Linked DNA regions of Pan troglodytes: region 2 is linked to region 1. A link is a contact called in public HiChIP or PLAC-seq data. All regions are on one chromosome and are shown on one strand. Each heading gives the region's core, a stretch centred on a gene start, on an enhancer-like site or on the middle of the called end of the contact. The rest is flanking DNA. Distances are from core to core; before and after follow the strand shown.

Region 1 (4,900 bases), core at 1,410-3,909:
CCGGCCGGGAGGACAGAGTGAGACTTTGTCTCTAAATAAATAAAGAATAAAATAAACAAGTCACAGCATAAGCAAACACACTGGCAGAAAATTCCTGGGTATATTTGAGAATTGTCTAGTTTGGTGGAAGTGAAGGGTCTGTAGAGGGAATCAGAGGGAGAGAAGGCTGGAGAGATCAATAGGAGTGAGATTTTGATTGGCTTTGAATACCAATTTAAGGAATATGGATTTAATTTGGTGACAGTGAAGAGCCACTGAAGATTTAAGGAGTAAACTAGCATGATCATTTTTAGATCAAACTGGCTGCAGTGTGGAGGATGGACTGGAGGTAAAATTACAGCAAGGAGGTTATTACAGTAATCCAAGTGAGAAATGGTGGCCTGGACCACAGCATAGATGGGTGGAATACAAGGGAATGGATTTGGGAGATTCAGTAGACAGTCTTGTAGGTCTTGGTGGCTGATTGGATGTGGGGGGGGGCGGGTAGGGAGGTGAGAGGTAGGAGCCTAGGGTGACTGGCAGGGCTGCAGTTGGCTTTGTTCAGTACAAAAGCTCCTAATACCCAGGTCTACTCAACTTGCCAGATAGGCATTCTCACTCTCCCACACACCTGCCATCCACTGAAACGGTGTCTCAAAGAGTTAAAGGTCGATCTGCAACAAATAGCTTTTGTTTTCTCAAAAACCCAGTGTCATAATATTAGCTTCCAGCACATCAGGCATCAAGCCCTTTTACTTGGTAACACCACACCACTATCTCCACACCTTTGCTCAAGCTTTTTCTGATATTTGGGATGTACATAACCCTCCTTCCTTCCAATCTATCTTTTCATATATAGCTCAATTCCATTTTTTCTGGCAAGACCAGTCTCAAGCTAGACCCAACCTACTTCTCCCTCTATATCCTCTCCCAGGACTGCTGTGAGCCACTCAGCAGAAGGAATGGGAAGTGGGTAGTCTCTTAAGCATCAGGCAAAGGGCTCAAGCTGAGCTGATTTAGCTTTATAACTTAACTGCTCAGTGCACAGGGCACTGATGTGGGGAAATGTAACTGTGTAAATGGGGGTCGGGGTGCGGTGCTGAGACTGCTGTGCCAGGCAAGTGTACAAAGTTTCATTACCCAGCCCAGCACTGATGACTGGAAATATCATGAATTATCCTTCTGTTGGTAGAGGGAACAAACCAGCCAATTGTTTGCCAGTTCATCACCAGGAATGCCCTTCCTTCCTCAGCTGACCTAAATGATAGCTATGCAAACCTTCTAGGCTTTGCCCTCTCCTAAATCCTTTAGGAAGTTCCAAGGTGACTTTGCCTCACAGGTCCCTTTCTTCTTGTAAATTATATAGGTGACAATCTGAGCCACACACGCTACAGGTCATATGGTGTCTCCCGTTAACGAATCCGGCATTACATGGGGGTAAAAGGTTAAACATGCGACAACTTTTTTTTTTTTTTTGACACGGAGTTTCGCTCTTTGTTGCTCAGGCTGGACTGCAATGGCGCAATCTCGGCTCACTGCAACCTCCGTCTCATGGGTTCAAGCAATTGTCCTGCCTCAGCCTCCCGAGTAGCTGGGATTACAGGCATGCACCACCACGCCCGGCTAATTTTATATTTTTAGTAGAGATGGGGTTTCACCATGTTGGCCAGGCTGGTCTCGAACTCCTCACCTCAGGTGATCCGCCCGCCTCGGCCTCCCAAAGTGCTGGGATTACAGGCGTGAGCCACCATGCCCGGCCTCGACCACTACCTTTTTAACCCAAGCCCCCACTGAAACGCTGTCCCTGTTGTCACATGGACACTGGGCTGCAGGAACCCAGGAGGATCAGAGGCTCCCGAGGCCTCACGCCAGTTGCAACGAAGCCAATCATATATTTCGCCCTAGAACAGCAGGAGGGATAAACTAACCTGGAAGGGGTAAACCTCGAAGCCAAAAGGACATAGCGTGTCCTCGATCTTCTGCTTCAGCTCTGCGACTTTCGGCTCCATAGCGCACGTTACACGCTGAGCTTGCTGGGGAATGAAGTCTCAAGGACAATTGGGCCGTTACGTTTTGAGTCAGCTTCGACTCCATTTCCCAGGTAGGAAATGGGTCCAGTAGCGGGACCATATTGCCTATGCGCGATGCATCTTGGGATGCGTAGTTCGTTTCCTCCTTGGAGACAGCCACACGAAATCGGGAAGACTCAGTTTCCCGGCAAGCTACACGGTGGGGGTGTGCATGTACGTGTCTCTTCTAGAGAAAGGTAGTTCCACCGCCTCCATCGCCGGTTGTGTTCGCAAGAGGCGAACTCAGTTTCCCAGGTGGCGCTGCGGCAGCCAGTCCAAAGTCGGACTTTCAAAACCAACCCGAAGTTTTGAACCCGGCGGCGGCAGTTGTCACTGGCACAGGTTTGGCGTGGCGGCGCCAGTGTACTACTTCTGGGGAGGTCTCGACCAGGTTCTGGCACCTTCAATCCCCACCTGATATCTGCGTATCATCACGGTATCCCGCTTTTCCCCCAGTTCCCCAAGAGCGTCCTTCCTTTCCCTAGTCACAGGATCGCAGTTTTGGTCTGATAGCGCATCCACCTACCCCAGTGTTGCATCCCCACTTCCCTCTTTCCATCTAACGTGGTGGCCTTTCCTGGGGATACCTTGGGTATCCCCCGCTGGGAGAGCAAGCACAAGACACCAGGGAGCCAGACCCCTGCCGCTCCCCTGCCACAGGATATGAATACGAGCCTCAGCTGGTTGGAGCAGCTGGATGTGCTTCTCAACGCTACTGATGGAAATGTGGTCCGGAATAAGGTGAGGGGTTGGTGGAAGTCCCCAGTTTGCGTGGGGAGGCTAAGGGACTCTCAGAGTTCATTGGCCTGTGCATCTGTTTCTTTTGTAGCAGTGGCTGTATCCTCTTGGGGTCTCCACAGAGCTCATTGGCCTGTGCATCTGTTTCTTCTGTAGCAGTGGCTGTATCCTCTTGGGGTCTCCACCGCAGGTAAGTAATGTCTCTTTCTACTTCCAAGCCCTTTCTCTTTCTGTGCCTTCCTCCAGTGCCCGTATCATCCATTATTCCTTCCAAATTCCAACTCTGTCCTTTCCTGAACTCTGTTTCCCCACACAGACCCTGCACTTAACCCTTCGTTATTTCCTCAGCCGGGGACCTGGCTGGGACCTGGATTTCCTCTCATCACTTGCCTCTGCAGTTAGGAGTCCAAGCTCAACAGCCTTGGGCTTTAGAGACTCCCATAGTTCCACAAAGGCTGAGCTGCCCTGAGTCCTAGAGCCCATCCTCTCTCTGGGATGAGGTTGCTATTCTCTGATCCCAATTTCAATCTCAGGCTCAGGTGAGGCTTGGAATCCTTGGTGTGTATATGTGATGTTTGTGTGAGATGAGGATACTAGGGGTCGGGAAAAACTGTTATACAGTAGTTCATGTGTTTTTTTCTGCCTGGGGAGGTGACAGGCACTAAGGCAGGCAGTGCAGGGCCTGCTAGAAGAGCGAGAGCAGCAGAAGTACCAGATCAGTGTCCTGGAAGGTATCTGGCCAGTTATTTTCTTCATATACACAGCTTCATATGTATGCACACAATTTTGCCACACACCTGTTGTGTGTGCACATGTGTCTTGTTTTGCAAGTAGAGTATCTAGGGTCTTGTGAAACTCTTAGAGAGGATGATCCCTAACTTGTCCCACTACAGCATCACTAAGGTTGCTGCAGGGGGCCCCAAAGGGGAGTGCTTTTCTCCTGGAGCAACGCCTGGAGGAGCTGAGAAGGGAACTGCAGGGCCTTCAGAGCCAGGTGTGGGAGCAAGCCCAAGCCCCAGCCCAAGCCCAGATGCAAACAGGACCAGGAGAATGCAGTACTACCAATGGCCTTCCTCAGGAGCTGCAGACTGAGTAAGGGATAGGCAAGACCTTGCCTTCTTGAGGCCTTTGAACTTTTGGCATTTGTAGTGGGACAAGTTGGGGATCATCCTCTCTAAGAGTTTCACAAGACCCTAGATACTCTACTTGCCTTCTTACTCTGGTTTTGTTGATTGACTTTAGAATAGCACTGCTGTCACTCCTACAGTGCTGTGGGAGGACTCAGAGATTATGCAGAAGGAATTGAAGTTGCTGCAGTACCAGTTGAGTAAGTAAAAGGTGGTTGGGGGCAAATATGCATTTCCTTGTCCCCTTTTCTGGAAAGTCATCTTCTTTTATTTATTTTTATTTATTTTTATTTTTTTTGAGATGGAGTCTTGCTCTGTTGCCCAGCCTCACTCTGTTGCCTGTTGCCAAGGCTGTGTTGCAATGGCGCAATCTTGGCTCACTGCAACCTCTGCCTCCCGAGTCCAAGCGATTCTCCTGCCTCAGCCTCCTGAGTAGCTGGGATTACAGGTGCCCGCCACCATGCCCGGCCACTTTTTTTCGTATTTTTAGTATTTTTAGTAGAAATGGGGTTTCACCATGTTGGCCGAGCTGGTCTCGAACTCCTGACCTCAGATGATCCGCCTGCCTTGGCCTCCCAAAGTGCTGGGATTACAGGTGTGAGCCACTGCGCCTGGCCTGGAAAGTCTTCTTGCTCTCCCATTAAGTGGCCATGGCTCCAACTGCCTGAGCTACTGAGAAGTGTGGCCAAGTATTTTGTTGCACTCTTTGTCTCTCATGGTGTGAGTTTAATCTCTTCAGTCAGCTTGGAAGCGTCCCAATGGCTGAGCCAGAATGTTTCTGTCTCAGTTTTTGGCAGCAGGCTGGTCACAGGCAGGGAGGGAGAAGGAAAGAAGTTGGGGAACAGCCCCCTTACATTCTCTCTCATCTGCAGGCCAGCACCAGGAGCTGCTGCTGAAACAGCTGGCTGAGGGACGACAGGCTCAGGTTGGCAGTTGGAAGGTAGGACTAGGTTCAGACTTGTCTCTGCATATTTCTCTATGGAGGAC
Region 2 (4,623 bases), core at 1,278-3,777, 160 kb after region 1:
TCTCACACAGGTCAGCGGTGAAGGTTCCCAGACTCTCAGGGAGGTGTGCATAGAAGTTCTGGTACAGGAACACCAAGTCTATAAGGCCATTGTGTAGCACCAGGGGCCGGCGGGCTCGGATTAGCTCCAGGAATAGGGTCCGTACTGACTGGCTCTGGCTCTCATCACCCTAGATGAAAGTAAAGGGGTCAATGAGGAGGACAGAGTCCCCCAGGGAGCCTCTTCTGCTGGGCACTTATCCCAGACTTCCCCACTTGGAACGCTCTCTCTCTACCTTACCCATTGCTGCCCACCCTCCTCATACCAGTCTTGTTTCCCAAGCCCTGTCACTAGTGATTCCCCATACTCCCTAAGAAGCAGATTCTCCCCAGACATCCAGCCTAGGGTAGGAAGAAATAAAGTCACAGAAAGGGCAGACTCAAGGCTAGGGAGGCTAGAGGCCTACCTTGTCATTGCCCTTATGGTAGGGGATGCCTTGGGCATACTGCTGGTTGAAGTTGAAGCCATGCTGTATCAGGAACTGCACAGACTTTGGTTCTATGACATACTCCTCCATGCACAGCAGAGTGAGATTGAACACTTGAGCCAGATAGGAATGTTCACCCTGGGAGAAAGAGAAGTCTGCTATATCAAGATTTCAGAGAGCCAAGCTAGGAGGATGCAAAAGCTTAAGAATGATACAATGGACTCTGGGGACTCAGGGGGGGAAAGGATGGAGGCAGGTGAGGGATAAAAGACTACGCATTGGGCACAGTGTACACTGGGTGATGGGTGCACCAAAATCTCAGAAATCGCCACTAAAGAACTTACTCATTTAACCAAACACCACCTGTTCCCCATAAACCTATTCAAATTAAAAAAAAACAAACAAACTATCAAGTCAAAAAAAAAGATTTGGGAGAGAAATGCTTCCTATCTGATGTTCCCCAGAATCTCTCTACCCTCCACCCCACAGCCACACCTAGGATTGGGGTGAGATCAGCTCATACCTTGTCTGGCTGCCGCTTGAAGCAGGCGAGGCCCAGGGAAAGGATAGAACGGGTCCTGGCAGCATGACACACGGCCTTGTAACGTTCCTCGATGCACCTTGGGGTTGGGTATGGGGGTTGCTGTGGCTAGGAGTTAGCCTTATGAAGGACCCAAACCACCCAGGTCTGTGACCCCCCCACTCCACAGTTGAGGGCTGGCACTAAAGAGAAAAGGGCTTATACTTACTGGTTCAGCAAACTCTTCCTGTCCCCAAGCCCACTCAGCTCCTGTGGGTAGGTAAAGGGAGAGTTGTGACAGGCCTCTAGCACCAGCCCCTTCACAACCACCTGCCCTCCTTGTTTCCCAACTCTCACCGTGTCCACAGCCACGAAATTAGCTGTCTTTATGGCTAGCAGGAGGGATGGCCACATCTCCTTGAAGTTGTTGCTTTGCACATCCACTACGGGAACCTGGACTACTAGCTCCTCCCCAGATGTTGTGCTTTTGCTGACGCCACCTGGGGGTTAGGAGGGTGATGGATGTTCATGCTTAAGGAAAGAGCCCAGGGGAACAGACACCAAGCTAGGCCACGGTGATGGTGGTAAGGGGGGTAGTTTCCATTGGTAGCTTTTCCCACAAGCCTTTGTAACCCACGTGTTCTACACACAGGCCTTGGAGTGGAGAATGCCCTGAATTTGGGGAGAGGAAGCCTGAGTCTTCTACTGGCTTGTATGAGCCTGGGTAAATTACTTCCCACCTCGCTTTCACAATCTGTAGAGGAGAAAGTTGGACTAGACGACCTTTGATTCTTTTTTCCCATGTCCTGCAGGAAACATTTTGCAGGGCTTGAGGATCTCAGCTCCCTTAATATCCCACAGGGATCCATACTACTGTTCTCATGGTGCCCCAGCGCCACAAGCAACAGCTCCCAGTAAGCCCCAGAGCCTGGCAGTGCCCCACACCAGAGCTCCCAATACGTCCTACCTTCCTTTGGATCACAACGCTCAATCCACTCCACTGAACTGAATCACAACTATTATTACTAACCGTTATGAGCTCCAGACTACATCTCCCGCCATGCCTCCATCAGCCCCATGCTCCCAACGCTCCAGGCTTTTGCGGCCGGAGCCGCGGTGTACAACGGGACTTGTAGTCTCCTCGTGGCTAGTTCAGGCGGAAGGAGCAGTCCTCTGAAGCTTGAGGAGCCTCTAGAACTATGAGCCCGAGGCCTTCCCCTCTCCCAGAGCGCAGAGGCTTTGAAGGCTACCTCTGGGAAGCCGCTCACCGTCGGAAGCTGCGGGAGCTGAAACTGCGCCATCGTCACTGTCGGCGGCCATGACACCGCTCGTCTCCCGCCTGAGTCGTCTGTGGGTACGCTGGACTTGGGCTCCGTCTCCTGGCGCGGTTCAGGCAGTCGGGGATGGGGCGGGGTCTCGCCGTCGGGTCGCCGAGGGGTCGAACTTCCGTTCAGACGTCCCGGGTCCGGCGCGGGGAAGGCAGCCTGGCGCGCGCTAATTGCCTATTGGCCTGTGCTGCCGGCTCGCCGCCCGGGTGGACCCGAGCCACGCCCCCTGGAGTGCGCCGGAAAGCCGGGCGCGCTAGAGCTCGCGGGAGGTAATCTTTCTCTCCTGCACTCGCGGCGGGAACGCGGGGCCTCCGTGTTCTGCTGTCTTCATCAGCGTGGGCCGCGGGTAGGGGGTAGTGGGGTGGCTGGGTTTGGGCTTTCCAGAGAAGGTGACGCTGCCTGAGCTGAGCTTAAAGCACGCCCAGGAGTTAGACTAGGAGAGGGTCGTGTGGGGGAAAGAAGGGCGTTCTGGGCATCGGTAAATTCCCAGAGAGGATGGAGAGCTCAGTGATCTCCAGAAAGTGAAAGAGGCGGGGAGTAGGCCATCGGAGGAGGCTGCCGAGGGTGTAAGAGCGACCGATTGGTAGGGAAGCTTTTGTAATAATCCAATCAAGTGATAATGTGAACTTGAATTAAGGCTGGCAGTATGGATGGCGAGGAAGGGACAAATTGTGAAGCAGCTAGGCGGTATAGTCGACCTAGAGGGTGATTGAACTTGAAAGAGGTTCCTAGGCCGGGCGCGGTGGCTCACGCCTGTAATCCCAGCACTTTGGGAGGCCGAGGCGGGCGGATTACCTGAGGTCCGGAGTTCAAAACCAGCCTGGCCAACATGGTGAAACCCCGTCTCTACTAAAAGTACAAAAAAAATTAGCTGGGTATGGTGCGGGCGCCTGTAATCCCACTACTTGGGAGGCTGAGGCAGGAGAATCGCTTGAACCTGGGAGGCAGAGGTTGCGGTGAGCCGAGATCACGCCATTTTGCACTTCAGACTGGGCAACAAGAGCGAAACTCCGTCTCAAAAAAAAAGAGATTCCTATTGGAGACTAGTTCCTCCGTAAACACTACGATTCCCATCCACCTCTGCCTTCCAGTGCTCCTTTGTTACTCATTGTTTATAGTTAATCTTCAGCTTCTCTCAACTGAGCCCATTTCATCATTATTCAGAACTGCTTGGGCCGGGCGCAGTGGCTTATGGCCTGTAATCATCTTAGGAGGCCAAGGTGGGAGGATCGCTTGACCCTAGGAGTTCAAGACTAGCCTGGGCAACATAGTGAAACCTTGTCTCTACAAAAAGAAAATTAAAAATTAGTTGGGCATGGTGGTGCGCACCTGTAGTCCCAGCTACAGGAGGCTGAGGTGAGAGGATGGCTTGAGCCCAGGAGGTCGAGGCTGCAGTGAGCCATGTTCTCATTGCACTCCAGCCTGAGTGGCAGAGCAGCAAAGTGAGGGACACACTGTCTCTAAAAACAAAACAAAACAAAAATAAAAAAACTCTTTGGATTTCTCCTATCCTAAAAAAGGGAAACTCTTTTGACTATCCCCCATCCCATTAATTCATTTAACAGGTATCTATTGTGTACAGTTTACCTGGCACTGACTTTGGACACACACCAATCAACAAGAGAATCAGTCCTTGCACTCAAGTCGTTTTTTACAGTCAAATTCAGGAAGTACACACTGATGGAAAGAATCAAAGTAATGTAAAATTACATTAGGTAAGAGCTACAAGGCAGAAATATGTGATAGGATAAGATGAGGGGACCTGATTTGGACATTTCAGTCAAGACTTGAAAAATGATAAGGTGTTAGGTAAAAGCATAAAAGAGTCCAAACAGAGGAAATGGATTGTGTGAGGCCCCAAGGTGGGCAGACACACTTGAGGTGTTTAAGCAACTAAATTCAGTCAACCTTGGCTAGAGCATAGTGAGGGGATGAGGCGGATGGTGCCCGGATCACTGGACCTGCAAGGCTGTAGTAAGAGGACTGCCTTCTAAGAGCAAGGGTGTGGCAGCCAAATCCCTCCAATGGCCTATAAGGTACTTTGTGACCCTCCTCTCCCCACCTCATCTGGTTTACTTCTCTGACCTCTTCTACCACTCAGTCCCATCTCATTCCATTCTAACCACATTGACCTACTTACTGTACCACAGACATACCAGGCACCCTCCTTGGGGCCTTTGCACTCACTTAGAATGCTTTGGGTCTACCTTGACCACAGTCTTTAAAATTGCAACATTAAACCCCACCTTGGCACTCTTTTTTTTCCCCTCTTGGTCTAATTTTTGCTTTTTATGCTAATATTTATCACC

The links. HiChIP or PLAC-seq counts read pairs in DNA pulled down with a chosen protein or histone mark.
Region 2: an H3K4me3 HiChIP or PLAC-seq map of stem cell-derived excitatory neurons shows a contact between it and region 1, with 5 times the contacts expected there. The contact joins the promoter of TOE1 here to the promoter of CCDC163 in region 1. A contact is called at or near these places in 1 of 7 Hi-C or Micro-C datasets (induced pluripotent stem cells), 1 of 1 datasets of contacts at active chromatin or transcription factors (stem cell-derived excitatory neurons) and 1 of 1 other capture datasets (stem cell-derived neural stem cells).

What each region holds. Positions count from the first base shown.
Region 1 is chr1:185,464,102-185,469,001 of NHGRI_mPanTro3-v2.0_pri, forward strand. It overlaps CCDC163 (CCDC163 homolog), which reads left to right and starts at 2,660. Exons shown (of 6, transcript XR_010154163.1): 1 at 2,660-2,789; 2 at 2,878-2,976; 3 at 4,029-4,113; 4 at 4,786-4,853. It overlaps MMACHC (metabolism of cobalamin associated C), which reads right to left and starts at 2,287. Exons shown (of 4, transcript XM_024345381.3): 1 at 1,908-2,287.
Region 2 is chr1:185,625,046-185,629,668 of NHGRI_mPanTro3-v2.0_pri, forward strand. It overlaps TOE1 (target of EGR1, exonuclease), which reads right to left and starts at 2,528. Exons shown (of 8, transcript XM_513124.9): 1 at 2,255-2,528; 2 at 1,344-1,486; 3 at 1,216-1,256; 4 at 990-1,086; 5 at 446-604; 6 at 1-169. The coding sequence starts at 2,306. It overlaps MUTYH (mutY DNA glycosylase), which reads left to right and starts at 2,201. Exons shown (of 17, transcript XR_010154093.1): 1 at 2,201-2,340.